2 separate regions of the Sus scrofa genome follow, and region 1 is linked to region 2. The links are chromatin contacts, called in public Hi-C maps. All regions are on one chromosome and are shown on one strand. The core of a region is the stretch at or near the end of the contact, and the rest is flanking DNA. Distances in the headings are between cores, read along the strand shown.

Evidence for each region. Hi-C and Micro-C count contacts between places; a contact is called where the count stands out from the background.
Region 1: a contact with region 2 is called in a Hi-C map of liver, with 2.5 times the contacts expected there. The contact joins the promoter of ASGR1 here to the promoter of ASGR2 in region 2. A contact is called at or near these places in 1 of 5 promoter capture datasets (liver) and 5 of 47 Hi-C or Micro-C datasets (embryonic fibroblasts, fetal liver and liver).

What each region holds. Positions count from the first base shown.
Region 1 is chr12:52,536,393-52,544,070 of Sscrofa11.1, forward strand. ASGR1 (asialoglycoprotein receptor 1) reads right to left here and starts at 4,190. Exons shown (of 9, transcript NM_001244458.1): 1 at 4,028-4,190; 2 at 3,719-3,837; 3 at 2,047-2,163; 4 at 1,825-1,920; 5 at 1,675-1,746; 6 at 1,351-1,437; 7 at 1,104-1,255; 8 at 910-1,016; 9 at 346-773. The coding sequence starts at 3,785. The coding sequence ends at 611.
Region 2 is chr12:52,502,755-52,509,940 of Sscrofa11.1, forward strand. ASGR2 (asialoglycoprotein receptor 2) reads right to left here and starts at 3,815. Exons shown (of 11, transcript XM_013981301.2): 1 at 3,732-3,815. LOC110256107 (a long non-coding RNA gene) reads left to right here and starts at 3,752. Exons shown (of 3, transcript XR_002337354.1): 1 at 3,752-3,832; 2 at 6,398-6,613.

The sequences.
Region 1 (7,678 bases), core at 2,940-5,439, 34 kb after region 2:
AGCTCCCATTGTGGCGCAGCGGTTAAGGAATCCAACTAGGAACCATGAGGGGCGGGCTCGATCCCGGCCTTGCTCAGTGGGTTAAGGATCCGGTGTTGCCGTAAGCTGTGGTCTAGGTTGCAACTTGGCTTGGATCCCACGTGGCTGTGGCTGTGGTGTAGGCCGGCGGCTCCAGCTCCGATTAGACCCCTAGCCTGGGAACTTCCGTATGCCACGGGAGCGGCCCAAGAAATGGAAAAAAAAAAAAAAAAGTTCTCAGAATGACCTGCTGCCTGCCTAAGGCTTCCTAGCATCACCCAGCCCACTCCCAATTCCTAATCCCCAACAACCAAACAACTCAGAATGTTTTGTATATTTCACTTCTTTTTACTCTTAAAAAAAAAAAAAAAAAAAAGTTGACAATAATACCCTGCAAACTACAGAAACTGGCAGGCGTTTCAAACTCCCCACCCCTCCAAACATCACTCTCCATTCCTCAGACCCCACCCTTCTCCCTTCCCTCAAAATCCGAGGTGAAAATCCGGAAGCACCCAGAGGGGAGGGTCCCCCAACCAAGACCCCCGTGGCAGGTAAAAGCATTGAGGACATAAATTAGAGGGAGAGGAGACTCCTAGCTGCCGCTGTCCCTGTCCCGCTGTGTCTCGCAGACCCAGCGGTAGGGCCTCTGGCAGACGTCATCGTTCCAGCCGCCGTCCTCCGTAAAGTGGGCACAGTCCTCGCCACCCCCGAGCCCATGCCCGTACCAGTCATCCGGCTGCTCGGGTCTCCAGTTCCTAAAGAGACCAGACGGACGGGGGCCCCAGGGGGCCAGAGCCTCAGCCGAGGGGAGCAGCCTGGGCGCCCCTGGACCCCCCCACTGGGGAGGGGGCGCAGTTGGAGGGGCAGTGCCACGGGGCGCCGCACACTCACTTGAAGCCCGACTCGTAGTCGGTGCCATCCACCCACTTCCAGGGCCCGCTCTGATCAGTGAGGCCGATCCAGGAGTTCACAGGGCCCACGTGGTGCTGGATAAATTTCTGGGGACAAAGAAGGGGCTGGAGACCCGGCCTTCAGCCTGCCAGCCTCCCAGCTGAGCCCCTCCTGGGGTGGAGGGGGGCCCTCACCTGCTCCTCCCAGGAGCCCACCACCACGAGGTGGGCGTTCTCCAGCTGGCAGTACTTCTCGGCCTCCGGCCAGGGCTTCCCAGAGCGGGAGAACCAGTAGCAGCTGCCTTCATAGTCCACCCAGTTAACCGGGCAGCAGGTCCTTTCAGAGCCTGCAGGGTGGCAGCAGGGGTGGGGGGACAGAGGGAAGGTGAGGGGCTGAGGGGAAGTGGGCAGGAAAGAGGGGCTGGGCACCCCCACTCCTCACCATTGCCCTGGAGGACAGCCATCTGACAGCTGAGGCTCCGCAGGTCGGACACAAACTGCTTCACGTGGAGCAGCAAGCTGGAGTGATCTAGGGGGACAGCAGGGCAGAGGGGGCACGGAGATGGGCACAGGGGAGGGAAAGGGGCCAGGATGTACCCTGAGAGCTGGGAAGGCTCTGTCATCTCCGCGCTGAGGCCAGATCACAGATGCTCCTGCCACAAAGCTCCCTGGTTTGGCCCGAGACCCCTGTATCCTGCGCACACATGCACACACACACACAGATGCACACTTGTGCACACTCGTGTACACAGGCTCCCTCTCTGACCTTCACTCAGGTCCTGCTGCTGTTTCTCCAGCTGGGACTCCAGAGACTTCATCTTTCTGCCCACATTTCCTCCTGGAGGAGACTCCGCTCAGTATCCCGCTGTTGCTTTTTGGTCCCAGCACCCCCCCACCAGGCCCCAGCCCTCCTCACCCTGCATGCTGAGGGTCTTGACCTTGGCGTCTGTGCTCGCGGTGAGGTTGCTGAAGGTCTCTCTCAGGGCCTGCAGCTCCTCCTGCAGCTTGGAGTCTGGGCAGGAGAGGGTGTGGACAGGACAACATGAGGAGCCGTGTCCACAAGCCAGCGCTCCCCCTGCCACTGTCCCCCATCCCACCCCAACAATGCTCCCTCCCCAGCCAGCCCCAGGGAACTCACTCTGGGATCCGATCACACAGACAACTACCAGCAGCAGGAGGCTAAGGCCCATGGAAATCAGGAGGAGGCAGGGTCCCGAGCAGAGACGCCGAAAGAGTGACTGTTGAGGAGGTGGCCCTGCAAGAGGAGAGGGCGTCACGCCCTCAGGGACAGAGGGGACCTGGGGCAGGGCAGCTCTGGGGTCCTAGGAGGAGAGCATCCTGGGCCTCCTCTTGTAGACGAGCAGGAACCTTATAGATTAAGAAACATGGGAGTTCCCTGGTGGCTCGGTGGGTTAAAGAGCCAGCATTGCCATGGCAAGGGTTCAATCCCTAGCCCAAGAATTTCTGCATGTAGACACAGCCAAAAAAGAAGGAAGGGAGGGAGGAAGGAAGGGAAAGGAAGGAAAGAAGAAGGAAAAGACACGACAAGAAAAGAGGAATGGGGGAAGAAAGGAAACCTAGGCGGTGGGTGAAGCTGAGGAGCCAGCGGTGACCTGGAGCAGGGGAGGGACGGAAACTTTGACCGGCCGGAACCCTACCCAGTTCATGGGCTTTTGCTGACATCTGGTGGCTGAACTTAGTCACTGCAGCTGATGAACTCAGCCTGGAGGCCCGAGTTCGTGAGCAGGAAGACTGGGGGACTGGGATGGGGGGCGCTTGCAGGTGAGGCAAGAGAAGTGGATTTCTTGCTCTCCCCGTGAATCCCACTCCTCTCTGGCTGGGCCCAGGGACAGGAGGCAGAATAACCAGACTTCAGTTTCCCCAAGTCGCTCTCAGGAACCCTGTCCCCCATGAGCTGGAATGTGGGGGGGCCCCCCTCCATTCTCACCAGCAGCCCCTTCCCCCATCAAAAGGCACTGCCCTCTCCCATCCACCAAGAACTTCATCTTGGCTCAGCCAAACATCCCTGGTCGCAGGAGGAAGAAAGGGGGGTTGGTTTTTGATGTAGGAGGGCCTCATCTCCCCCACTCTCAGGGATCCCTTGGCCTTTCAAAGACATCTTACCCCTTGACCAAACTAATGCCACACACTAAAATAAATAAATAAATAAATAATAATAATAATAAATATTTCCTTATCTTTTTTTTTTTTTTGTCTTTTTAGGGCCACACCCGCAGCATATGGAGGTTCCCAGGATAGGGGTCTAATCAGAGCTATTGCTGCCGGCCTACACCACAGCCACAGCCACATGGGATCCGAGCCGCGTCTGCAACCTACACCACAGCTCAGGGCAACGCCGGATCCTTAATCCACTGTGCAAGGCCAGGGATCGAACCTGCAACCTCACGGTTACTAGTCGGATTCATTAACCACTGAGCCACGATGGGATCTCCAATAAATAAAAAATTTTTTAAAAATCCCAGACACCTGTGCACTCACACTCACACACTCACATCCACTCACACACACTCGGCCAAAGCTCTTGGGGTGCTGGAAGAGGAAAGAAGGGGGTCTGACTTCTTCCGCTTACTCCCACGCCCCTGAGCACCCCTCTCCCCAGGGTCCTGAGAAGCTGGTGACAAGGCGAGGGACAGGAGAGGGGTCAAGAAAGGGACTGCAGCCCTGCACCCTGCCCTCCTGTAAGAGGGCGGCTTAGACCCCAGGAAGAGTCAGGGTCACAGGAGGAAGAGGAGCCGAGGCGAGGGGGCGGGGCGAGAGCCTTCTGGAAATGGCCGGAGGCGTCCCCTCACCTTTTCTGTGCTGCTGGTCATTCTCCTCATTGTCCAGATGCTGCAGATCCTGATATTCCTTTGTCATGCTAAGGCTGGCTAGACCTCGAACCAGGTCACCGCCAAGGTTAAGGCTGAGGCTGGGGTTGAACAGACTTGGGTGTGGGAGGCCCCGTCCCTTTCTAAGGGATCAGCGGCTACGCGGAGACCCTTCTTCTTTCTCCCCTTCCCTCCCAGACCCAGCATCCAAAAATCTGTCTTCTGAAGCTGCGCGGCCCCATCGGCACCCCAGCCCCCAGCCCCCACCCCCCGCCCTTCTTCCCCTTTTACTTGCTGAAGGTCTCAAGGTGGACTCCTGGGTCCCTCACTGCTGTGCAGATGCCCGGCTGGGAGAGCGGCCGAAGGCTGGAGAATTAGGGTGCGCGGACAGCCCTGGAAAGTGGGAGCGGAGGGGGCAGGGTCCATACGCGGGCCCTGAGCCCTGTGCGTCTGCGTGTCTGTGTGTCCGCACACACCAAACCTGGCATCCCCAGTGCCCAGGACTTTGGACGTAAACAGGCAGAAATGGATTTGGACCTCGGGGGGGTGTGGGGGTGGGAGCGGGGGATGGGTTGTCTCATCTTGGCTTCCCAGGGACAGGGAGTCACCTGGGCTGTCCTCCCCGCCCCAACCTCACTGAAGGCACAGTTTGGGAGGGGGGCCAGGCCCAGAGCGGCCAGGGTGCCCTTTGCTGTTTCCCCTCCGCCCTTCCCCCTTCACTTCCTGCCTCTGAATTTTCCAGAATTTTTAGTGTCTCCAACTGCCTCTGGACCAGGAACAGAGGGGCCGATCTCTGCTCTGCTCTTACCCAATCCGGGCCTGTGACCCTGGCATCTGAACCTAAGGCTGGCTTTCTGGGGACTCTCTCAGGGGAGTAAGCCCTGCACACTGTTGGGGGTGGGGGAGGTAGGCTTTCCCCCCTTGGCCAGGATTGGTGCCAACCAGGCACCAATGTGGAGATGGGGAAGCCGAGCCCTGCGTGGTAAGAGCTTACCCAGGGTCACACCGCAAGGAAGAGCAGACAAGGACTGGAATGTGGGCGGTGGGACTCCAGGGCCTGTGTGCTGCCCTCAGAGCCAGAATCCCCTCCTGTCGCCACAACTGGGCCCCAGGGTCCCAGAGATGCTACAAGTGATCCCTCAGCACCCCATGGAGGGTTCACGGAGGATTGAGGCGTGTGCAAATTGAAATTAGGCTAAATTAGAAGTTGGGCGGGGAGTTCCCCTTGTGGCTCAGTAGATTAAGAATCCAGCTAAATCATTGAGGTTGTGGGTTCGATCCCTGGCCTCGATCAGTGGGTTAAGGATCTGATGTTGCCATGAGCTGCAACATAGGTTACAGATGTGGCTCAGATCCTGTATTGCTGTGGCTGTGGTATAGGCCTGCGGCAATAGCTCCAATTCAACCCCTAGCCTGGGAACTTCCATATGCTGCAGGTGTGGCCCTAAAAAGCAAAAAAAAAAAAAAAAAAAAGAAGAAGGAGAAGAAAGGAAAAAGAAAGAAATTGGGCAATGTTACATTGTAAATCACCAATACCTTAATAAAAAAATTTTAAGGAGTTCCCATCATGGCTCAGTGATTAACGAATCCGACTAGGAACCATGAGGTTGCAGGTTCGGTCCCTGGCCTTGCACAGTGGGTTGAAGATCCGACGTAGGCCACAGCTCCAATTCAACCCCTAGCCTGGGAACCTCCATATGCTGTGGGAGTGGCCCTAGAAATAGCAAAAAGACCAAAAAAAAAAAAATTTAAGAGAATAACAAAATTAAAAAAAAAAAAAAACACTGTAAATCAACTAGATTTTTTTTGTCTTTTTTTTTTTAGGGCCACATCTGCAGCTTATGGAAGTTCCCAGGCTAGGGGTCAAATCGGAGATATACCTGCCGGCCTACACCACAGCCACAGCAATTCTGGACCTTTAACCCATTGATCGAGGCCAGGAATCGAACCCTCAATCTCATGGATACTAGTTGGGTTGGTTACAACTAAGCCACGATGGAACGCCCAAAAAAAATTTTTTTTAAGGTATTTGTTTATTTGTTTCAGCTTTTGGGTATTTCTGCTGATTCTCAGCTCTGTTTCTTTTTTTTTTTTTGCTTTTTTTGTATTTTTTAGGGCCACACCCACAGCTTATGCAGATTCCCAGTCCAGGGGTCCAATCGGAGCTGTAGCTGCCAGCCTACGCCAGAGCCACAGCAAGTCGGGATCCAGGCCGCACCTGCGACCTACACCACAGTTCACGGCATTGCTGGATCCCTAACCCACTGAGCAAGGCCAGGGATCGAACCTGCACCTTCATCAATGCTAGTCGGGTTTGCTAACCGCTGAGCCATGATGGGAACTCCAAAAAATTTTTAAAAGAAAATTAAAAATTTAAATTAAAAAAAAAAAAGGAGGGGTTCCCATTGTGGCGCAGTGGTTAACGAATCCGACTAGGAACCATGAGATTGCATGTTCGATCCCTGCCCTTGCTCAGTGGGTTAAGGATCCGGTGTTGCCATGAGCTGTGGTGTAGGTCGCAGACGTGGCTTGGATCCCGCGTTGCTGTGGCTGTGGTGTAGGCCGGCGGCTACAGCTCCAATTCGATCTCTAGCCTGGGAACCTCCATGTGCCACAGGAGCAGCCCTAGAAAAGGCAAAAAGACAAAAAAAAAAGGAAATTGGGCAATGTGAAAGACATGAATAAGTCTCAGTTTAGCCCCAAATGTGGAGTCACGCAAATCCTATGTTGCAGTTATTCCATGAGAAAACGTGACCCTGAGTTAGGAGAGTTTACATTATGAGACATGCATACAAGAAGAAGCCCTGGCTGAACCCTCTTGTGTCTGTGTCTTGAAAAGCCCCATGTTGTTCTCATGCACTGGGACTGTGGCCAGTCATTTGGATGGCTGTGAATTTGGCTTCTCTGATATTATCACTTAACAATCTGGTTTATTCAGGCAAACAAACCTACGCTGTTTTGGTCAGAATAGCAGTCACCCCACAGGAGCAGTGCCTGGAAGGGAGCCTCTGAGCCAAGGAAATATTCCACGTCTTGGAGTTTCCCTTGTAGCCTGGCAAAAATGAACCCAACTAGTATGCATGAGGCATGAGGATGCAGGTTCAATCCTAGCCTCACTCAGTAGGTCAGGGATCTGGGTTGCCATGAGCTGTGGTGTAGGTCGCAGACACGGCTCAGTTCCCACGTTGCTGTGGCTGTGGCATAGGCTGGCAGCTACAGGTCCCATTTGACCCCTAGCCTGGGAACCTCCACATGCCACAGGTGCAGCCCTAAAAAGCAAAAAGAGAAAGAAGAAGGAAGGAAGGAAGGAGAGAGAGAGAGAAAGAAAGAAAGAGAAAGGGAGAAAATGTTCCCCTTCTTGATCTGGATGCTGATTGCAAGGGTGTGTTCAGTTTGTAAAGCTGCTGAATGCTGTCCACTTAAGAGCTGTGTGTTCTTCTGCTTGTATCTTATACTAGAATAAGACGTTCGTGCAAGCTGGTTCTACCCTATAACCATTTCCCCAAACCCATTGATTAAGGAGCGGTACTTGGACCAGTGTCAAAAGACACCCAAAGCCAACAGACTTGGGAGTGAGAGCTGGAAGTGATGAAACAAAATGAAGAAAGCCAGACAAACAACATGATATGTCAGCGGCTGATTTACGAGCCAGCCCTCTGTACAATGGCAGAAACAATCCTGAGAAGCTAAAAACAAAACAATGCCACCTGGTGGTAGATTTACGCATTCTGAGAACCCTTTGCATGTATCCCTTTAAGAACGGATACCCAGGAGTTCCCATCGAGGCGCAGCAAAAACGCTCCAACTAGGAACCATGAGGTTGTGGGTTCGACCCCTGGCCTCGCTGAGTGGGTTAAGGATCCGACACTGCCATGAGCTGTGCTGTAGGTCACAGACACGGCTCAAATCCTGAGTTGCTGTGGCTGTGGTGTCGGCTGGCAG
Region 2 (7,186 bases), core at 2,565-5,064:
TGCTTCTGTGTATATTTCCCACTACAGAAACCCCCCGGGGCTCTCTCCAGACACCCCCCCAACGCACTCTTCCCCAGGGGAGGAAGCTTGACTTACTGAGCACGCCTGGCTCAGCCCCGTGGGGTTCTTTGGCATCTCCCTGCTCAGCTTGTAACCTATTTTCTGCCAGGTGACACTGAGCCCGCCCCTGCAGAGAAAGCCTGCTTTGCCCAGCTCTGCCTGTGACTGGGTAAACATGCTCCTAATTCTTGGATGAAATATTAACACATCCTTTTGATTAAAGGTTCTAAGCCAAATCCGGGGTTCCCATCATGGCGCAGTGGAAACAGATCTGACTAGTATCCATGAAGACACAGGTTTGATCCCTGCGTCTCAGTGGGTTAAGGATCCCTCGCTCAGTGGGTTAAGGATCCAGCATTGCCCTGAGCCATGGTATAAGTCCTCAGATCCCTCGTTGCTGTGGCTGTGGCGTAGGCTGGCAGCTGTAGCTCCAACTGGACCTCTGGCCTGGGAACCTCCACATACCGCAGGTGCAGCCCTAAAGAGCAAAAAAAAAAAAAGTTCTAAGCCAAATCCTCCTTTGCTGCTCATCAGCAATAAAGCTAATGTCCTAACATCCCTTATCTGTCTGCTCTATTTTGATTCTCAGTTGGGTTCAAACTTCAGAGGAGAGGAAAGGGCTCTTTCTGAGCAGCTTTGCAAACTCTGTACCGGTAGCATGAAAAAGCAATTTGGAGAACCAACATCCAATTGATAGTTCTAGAAATAGGAAGTTAAAGGGAGAACGTTCTCAAAGAAATAACACAAGAATGTGACTTAGAATGGAAAGGACGAGGCTCCAAATTTTGATAACCTACTAATTGCCCAGCTTTTCACTGAAGAATGACCAAAAGGCACAATCATGAAATTTCAGAATAATAGCAATAAAGATTCTAAAAGCTACTGGAGAGGGAGAGAAGTTCACCTGTAAAGAAACAAGAATGGTGGAGATCCCATCATGGCTCAGCGGTAATGAACCAGGCTAGCATCCAAGGGGATGCAGATTCGATCCCTGGCCTTGCTCAGTGGGTTAAGGATCTGGCATTGCCGTGAGCTGCAGTGTAGGTCGCTCAGACACGGCTCGGATCCCGAGCTGCTGTGGATGTGATGTAGGCCGGCCGCTACAGCTCCGATTCAACTCCTAGCCTAAGAACCTCCATGTACGGCAGTTGCAGCCCTAAAAAGACAAAAAAAAGGGGGGGGGAACTACCCAAATGCCTCTCAGCAACGGAGTGGATGGACTGGGGTCTCTTCACACAATGGGACAGCACACGGCCAGTTAGACTGTGCAACAACTCAGATGATTCTCACAATAAGTGAAAGAAGCCAGACTCAAATGAGCGCATCTGGCCTGCTTCCATTTACTGAAGTACAAAAACGAGCAAAACTAACCTATGCTACTCGAAGTCAGACAGGGAGCCAGGACTGGAAGGGGAAATAAGGGGATTCCGGGGTACTGACTATGTTCTTTTGAAAACCGGATTGCACTTTTGTTTTCGATTTGTGGAACTGGACCTATGCGTGTCTCTGGAAAACTTTTTTTCTTTTTTTTGCCCGGCCCATGGCACGTTCAAGTTCTCTGGCAAAGGGTCCAACCTGCACCACAGCAGCAACCTGGAGCCACTGCAGTGACAAAGTGGGATCTTTAACCCGCTACCCCACGAGGGAACTCCTCTGGAAATTTTCTTTAAGTTACTATAATAGACATGAAAAGTCATTTCGTTTTTGGAGGGTTTTACTTTTTCACCATTGAAGAAGCTAGGTTTTTTCTTTCCTTTTTCCGCTTACGTTCCCAACTTCCATGAGGGCAGCGCCACCTTGTGGTCACACCTGCATGATGCGCCAGTCTCCGAGAACGGAGACTCCATCACTTCCACCGGATCCCCCAACATTTTTTTTTAGCATCCTGCCTCTCTCCAAATAACTGAAGCAAAACATTAAATAGTAAAAGGATCATTCTCTTTTTTTCAAGTGTTGGTTTTTTTGTTTGGTTGGTTGGTTGTTTTTGCCTCACGCGGAGGCATGTGGAAGTTCCCAGGCCAGGGATGGAACCTGCACCACAGCTGCAGCAATGCCAGATCTGCACAAGGGAAGTCCCAGGGGTCATTCTGCTAACTAAAGTTTTCCACAAATCAACTCCTAGGTGCAATTTGGCGACTTTTTCCTTGTCGCAAGACATGTTTCCTTGAAAACTCCATCTTGCCCTTCTTTACTTTATCCCATCTTCTTGTCTTATTTTATCCCATCTTCCTTCTTGGAAAAACAGTCACAGTGCTGGTAAATGACTTAAGCTTAAGAACAAAGACCTAAAGGCATAAGTGACTTAAGCTTAAGAACTGTTATGTGCCTAGAGGTCAGAGTAAGAGCTTAACCCTTTACCACCTAAGTGGCTTTCTAAATAGTAAAAGAACTTATATAATAGTAAACAAACCCTGTATCATCCACCCATAGCCACTCCTCACTTGATCTCACAATAAAAGCAGTGTGGTTTCTTGAGGCAGGGCGCTCTTGGTCCCTGAGACCTTGAGTCCCCCGGTTCCCACCTTTACTTAAGATAAATGTCTCTGTGTCTTGTTTTATGTTAACCTTTTTTCCTTAAGTTCCACAGCACTCGTTCTTCAGCCCCATCCTGCTGAGCTGGCCCCGGCATTTCCTCTGATCATTTTTCCTTTATTTACTTTTATTAACTTATCCCAGCTTAACATGGTAAACAACTATACTTCAATTTAAAAAAAAAAAATTCCAGGTCGAATCCTGTACACTTTCTGGTTATTCTGACTTCCATCTGAGAGTCACTAAAGGCTTGCAAAGCCCCTGAAGGTGTCAAGATGGCATCAAACAGTGGTAGTTTCTCTCCGTGTAATGACCAGACCTATTGAACTCCAAGTTCAAAAGCCAGGACGCCTGTGTTTATAAGCCCCAGGTTTCTAAGGGCTGGGAGGCGGAGGAGGAGGGGGGAAAGAGATGGGCCTCTCGAGTTTTACCTTCCACGAAAGCGTTTAACACACCGCGCAGCTTCTATCAGATCTCTGCTTCATTCCTCTTAGTCAAATTAGGAAATGGGGACGGGGAGCGGAATCTACACAGTCCACTGTCATCTTATCCGCTTCTTGCCGAAAGCAGGAGAGAGCAGCGTGCTCTCGGGTCGGGCTGGAGGAGGACGGCCCCTCCCACCAGGCAGGACCACCCACCTCCTCCGCAGCCCAGGGGCCCCCGCCCTGCATCACCCACGGATGTCTCGGATGCGGCCCGGCTGCGTGACAACCTGCCCCAAGGAATCCTCAAACTGTTCCCTTCAAGGTTAAATGCAAGCATATCTTCAGCGGTCATGCTCTTTGAACGCCCCCCCCCCCCGCCCCCGACACACACACCCTTTTAGCAAGTTAGTGACACGGAAGGCCCCTCCGATTTGGCGGTATGCAAATCCACCTGCAAGCGCCCGAGCCCAGGATGAAAAGGACCGCGCCCTGGGAGGCGCTGGGACCCTCCCAGGCAGGAGATGCCCTGCTTGCCCGCTCCGCCCACCCTGAAAGCGTGAGGAAGGGCCTGGGCTGCACCTGCCAGGCCTTCTGGGGCCTGCGGCCCACTCCCTCCATCACCGCGTTTGGCCTTTGCTGGGGTCCCTTGGTTCCCACCCCCACCCCTGCCACTCCCGCCACTCCCACCCCCGATAAGCCCCGCCCTCCCCTCACCTGGGCCTCAGGTGGGGCCTGAGTCAATCTTCCTCCTGGGCCGGTTCTGCGGGTGTTCTGTCCTCCCGGCCTTCAGCTGTTCCGTCTGCAGTTCACGTAAGGTGAGCTCTCCCTCCTGGTTCTGTCTTTGACGAATATCCCAGGTGTTGCCCAATCGCCTCACACCACACACACCTCTGATCTCACCCCCGCCCCACCCACCCTCTGGCAGCCCCTGCCCAGGCCCCTGCCTTGGCGGGCGCCCACCCCCCATCAGGGCCGCCTGGCTGCCTGCGATCCATCCAGGCAAGAGCTTTTTTGTAATTAACTATTGATGAAGAAACCTGGTTCCTGATTCAGGTACCTGTAACCTTGTTTTGTTTCCCAAGCTGACAGGTAAAACTTGCTAACAATTTCTCTGCAAGTGACTTTGCAGCAGGCCGCTCTGCTAGAAGCCTTGCAGCCTCTCCTCAGAGGCTTCAATCAGCTGCCCTCCAGGGGAGGGGACACAAAGCCTGTCCCCGGGGCTTGGCCAAGACTGCTCCTCTCACAGGCCTTGGTGCAGGGCTGGCTGCTGAGAGGACCCGGGCCCTTTTCACAGGGGCCAGGGAATGTCTTTGGAATAGACGGATTTCACTGTACCTCGATCCATTAAAGAAGAAAGATCGAGAACCCCACCTCTTTCCTTTGGGGGATCTGACGTGACAAGGATCTCCTAAGGAGAGCCATGGCTCTGACTAAGGTCTGCTGAAAAGAAAGGGAACCTGAGGGCCCAAGAGGAAGCCATTGGGAGCAAAGAAAGAGCCAGAACAAGGGCCCCTGTGCCTTAGCTCGGCGGCTACAACAGCGTACCCCACACACACACTGGGTGCCTTAGACAAGAGACACTGCTTTCACGCAGCAGACAGAGGGGGCGCGATTGCTTCCTCTTCTCATAAAGAGCTCCACCCTCGTGACCTGATCACTCCCCAAAGGCACCGCCTCCAAATACCATCACCCTGGGGCTTGGGGCTTCGACATCCAAATTTGGGCAGATGCACCTGGCGTCAGTGCTAAAGCCTAGAACAGTTTCCCAGAGGAGGGCAAGCTGGGCACAGATGGAAGATGCCTCCTGACGGATAGATGCTAGAAGCTGTGCTTTGGGGACCAGCGCTGAGCAGGTGCTATGAACTAAAGCGCTGTGCTGGGGGTTCCCACCATGCTGCGGTGCCTTAAGAAGCTGGGTTTGATCCCCGGCCGGACACAGTGGTTTAAAGGATTTGGCGTGGCCGCAGCTGTGGTGGAGGTCTCAGCTGTGACTCGGATTCAGTCCCTGGCCCAGGAACTTCCCACATGCTGCGGTGCAGGCATAAAAAACTGGAGTTCCCGTCGTGGCGCAGTGGTTAACGAATCCGACTAGGAACCATGAAGTTGTGGGTTCGGTCCCTGCCCTTGCTCAGTGGGTTAACGATCCAGCGTTGCCATGAGCTGTGGTGTAGGTTGCAGTCGCGGCTCGGATCCCACGTTGCTGTGGCTCTGGCGTAGGCCAGTAGCTACAGCTCCGATTAGACCCCTAGCCTGGGAACCTCCATATGCCGCGGGAGCGGCCCAAGAAATAGCAAAAAGACAAATAAAATAAAATAAAATAAAATAAAAAATAAAAAGATAGAAAACTGGAGTTCCCGTCCTGGCTCAGTGGTTGACAAATCCGACTAGGAACCATGAGGTTGCAGGTTCGATCCCTGGCCTCACTCAGTGGGTTAAGGATCTGGCGTGGCTGTGGCTGTGGCGTAGGCCGGCAGCTACAGCTCCGATTGGACTCCTAGCCTGGGAACTTCCATATGCCGCAGGTGCGGACCTGGAAAAGACAAAAAATAAAAAGATAAAACATTTAAAAAAATAAAGGGTTGCCTACGAGCCCCAAGGACGCGAGCCCCAAGGACTCGCTCATCAGGACTATGGAGAGAGCAAGGTCGCCCAGAATGAGCCATGCATGGGCAGCAGAAGAGCTGAAATTCTCACAGCCCAGGCATCCAGGGGCTTAAGGAAGGTGGAAGCTGAGCACAATGGGGTTGGATGGATGACACAGCCTTGAGCAGGGCAGCCTCAGGCAGCACAGGACCTGTCTTCACCAGCCTCTAGCAGCAACCATGAGCAACAAGGCAGGAGAAAACGGAGCCTGCTGGGGACAGAAGGCCCCTCCAGGTCTCTCTCTGCAGCGCATATGGAGAGAGGTCTGGCCCTTTAGAAGTGCCTACATCTAAATAAATAATTTTAAAAGGAGTTCCTGTTGTGGCTCAGTGGGTTAAGAACCCGGCTAGTATCCACGAGGACTTGGGTTCGATCCCTGGCCTCGCTCAGTGGGTTAAGGATCCAGTGTTGCCCTGAGCTGCAGTGTAGGTCACCGACCTGGCTGTGGCTGTGGCGTAGGCCGACAGCTACAGCTCCAATTTGACCCCTAGCCTGGGAACTTCCATTTGCCACGAGTGCAGCCCTGAAACAAACAAACAAACAGACAAAAACTGTGCCTCCCTATGTCTCCACAAGTCGTCCAAGAACTTGGCCGAGGGCTTCCCACCCATCTGGCCTGCTGTGGTCTCGAACAATAACTTGGAATATGTACAAGGAAGGTAACTTTAGTCGTACTGCAGGCTGGTGAAGCCAGTTGTATGGGTCGAAATAAATATGTTTTGTCTCCCCTCCTCAAGAGCCTGCGGCAGAGAAGCCCGGAAAGCCTGCAGAGGGAGAGAAAGCCCAGCCTCCCACTTTGGTCTCCAACTGGCTCCATCCAGCTCAACGACCTTCGTCAAGTCACTTCCGCTCGCCAAGAGTTCTTCTGCCCTGTTGTGGCTTTGCAACCGCCAGCTGGGCTGCTCTGTCCCTTCTTGCTCCATCTTTGCTGCTCTCATTAACACCTATGCCAGGTGGGGTCTGTGTCCCCCTCAGCCACAGCACCCTGCACCCACCCCAGGTGTCCTGCTCATGCTCAGAGCCTCCCTGGAGCCCCCCATCTGCTTACTGTCACCACCAGCCAGAGTGTCCCGAGTCTTACAAAACACTTTTTTTTTTTTTTACATTATTTTTTTTTTGGCCAAGCCTGAAGCATGAGGAAGTTCCCAGGCCACAGCAGTAACTGTGCCACAGCAGTAAGCCAAGCCACAGCAGTGACAGCACCAAGTCCTTGACCACTAGGCCACCAGGGAACTCTAAGACTCCTTTTTTGGTTTTGTTTGTTTATTTTTTTCTCTTTCAGCTGGACCTACAGCATATGGAAGGTCCCAGGCCAGGGACAGAATCTAAGCTGGAGCTGTGACTTAGGCCACAGCTGCAGCAGCACCAGGTCCTTAACCCACTGTACCACAACAGGAACTTTTAAAATTTTTATGTCTCTTGACTTTTTAGGGCCACACTTGCAGCATATGGAGGTTCCCAGGCTAGGGGTCAAATCAGAGCTACAGCTGCCGGCCTATGGTACAGCCACAGCAACTGGGGATCCA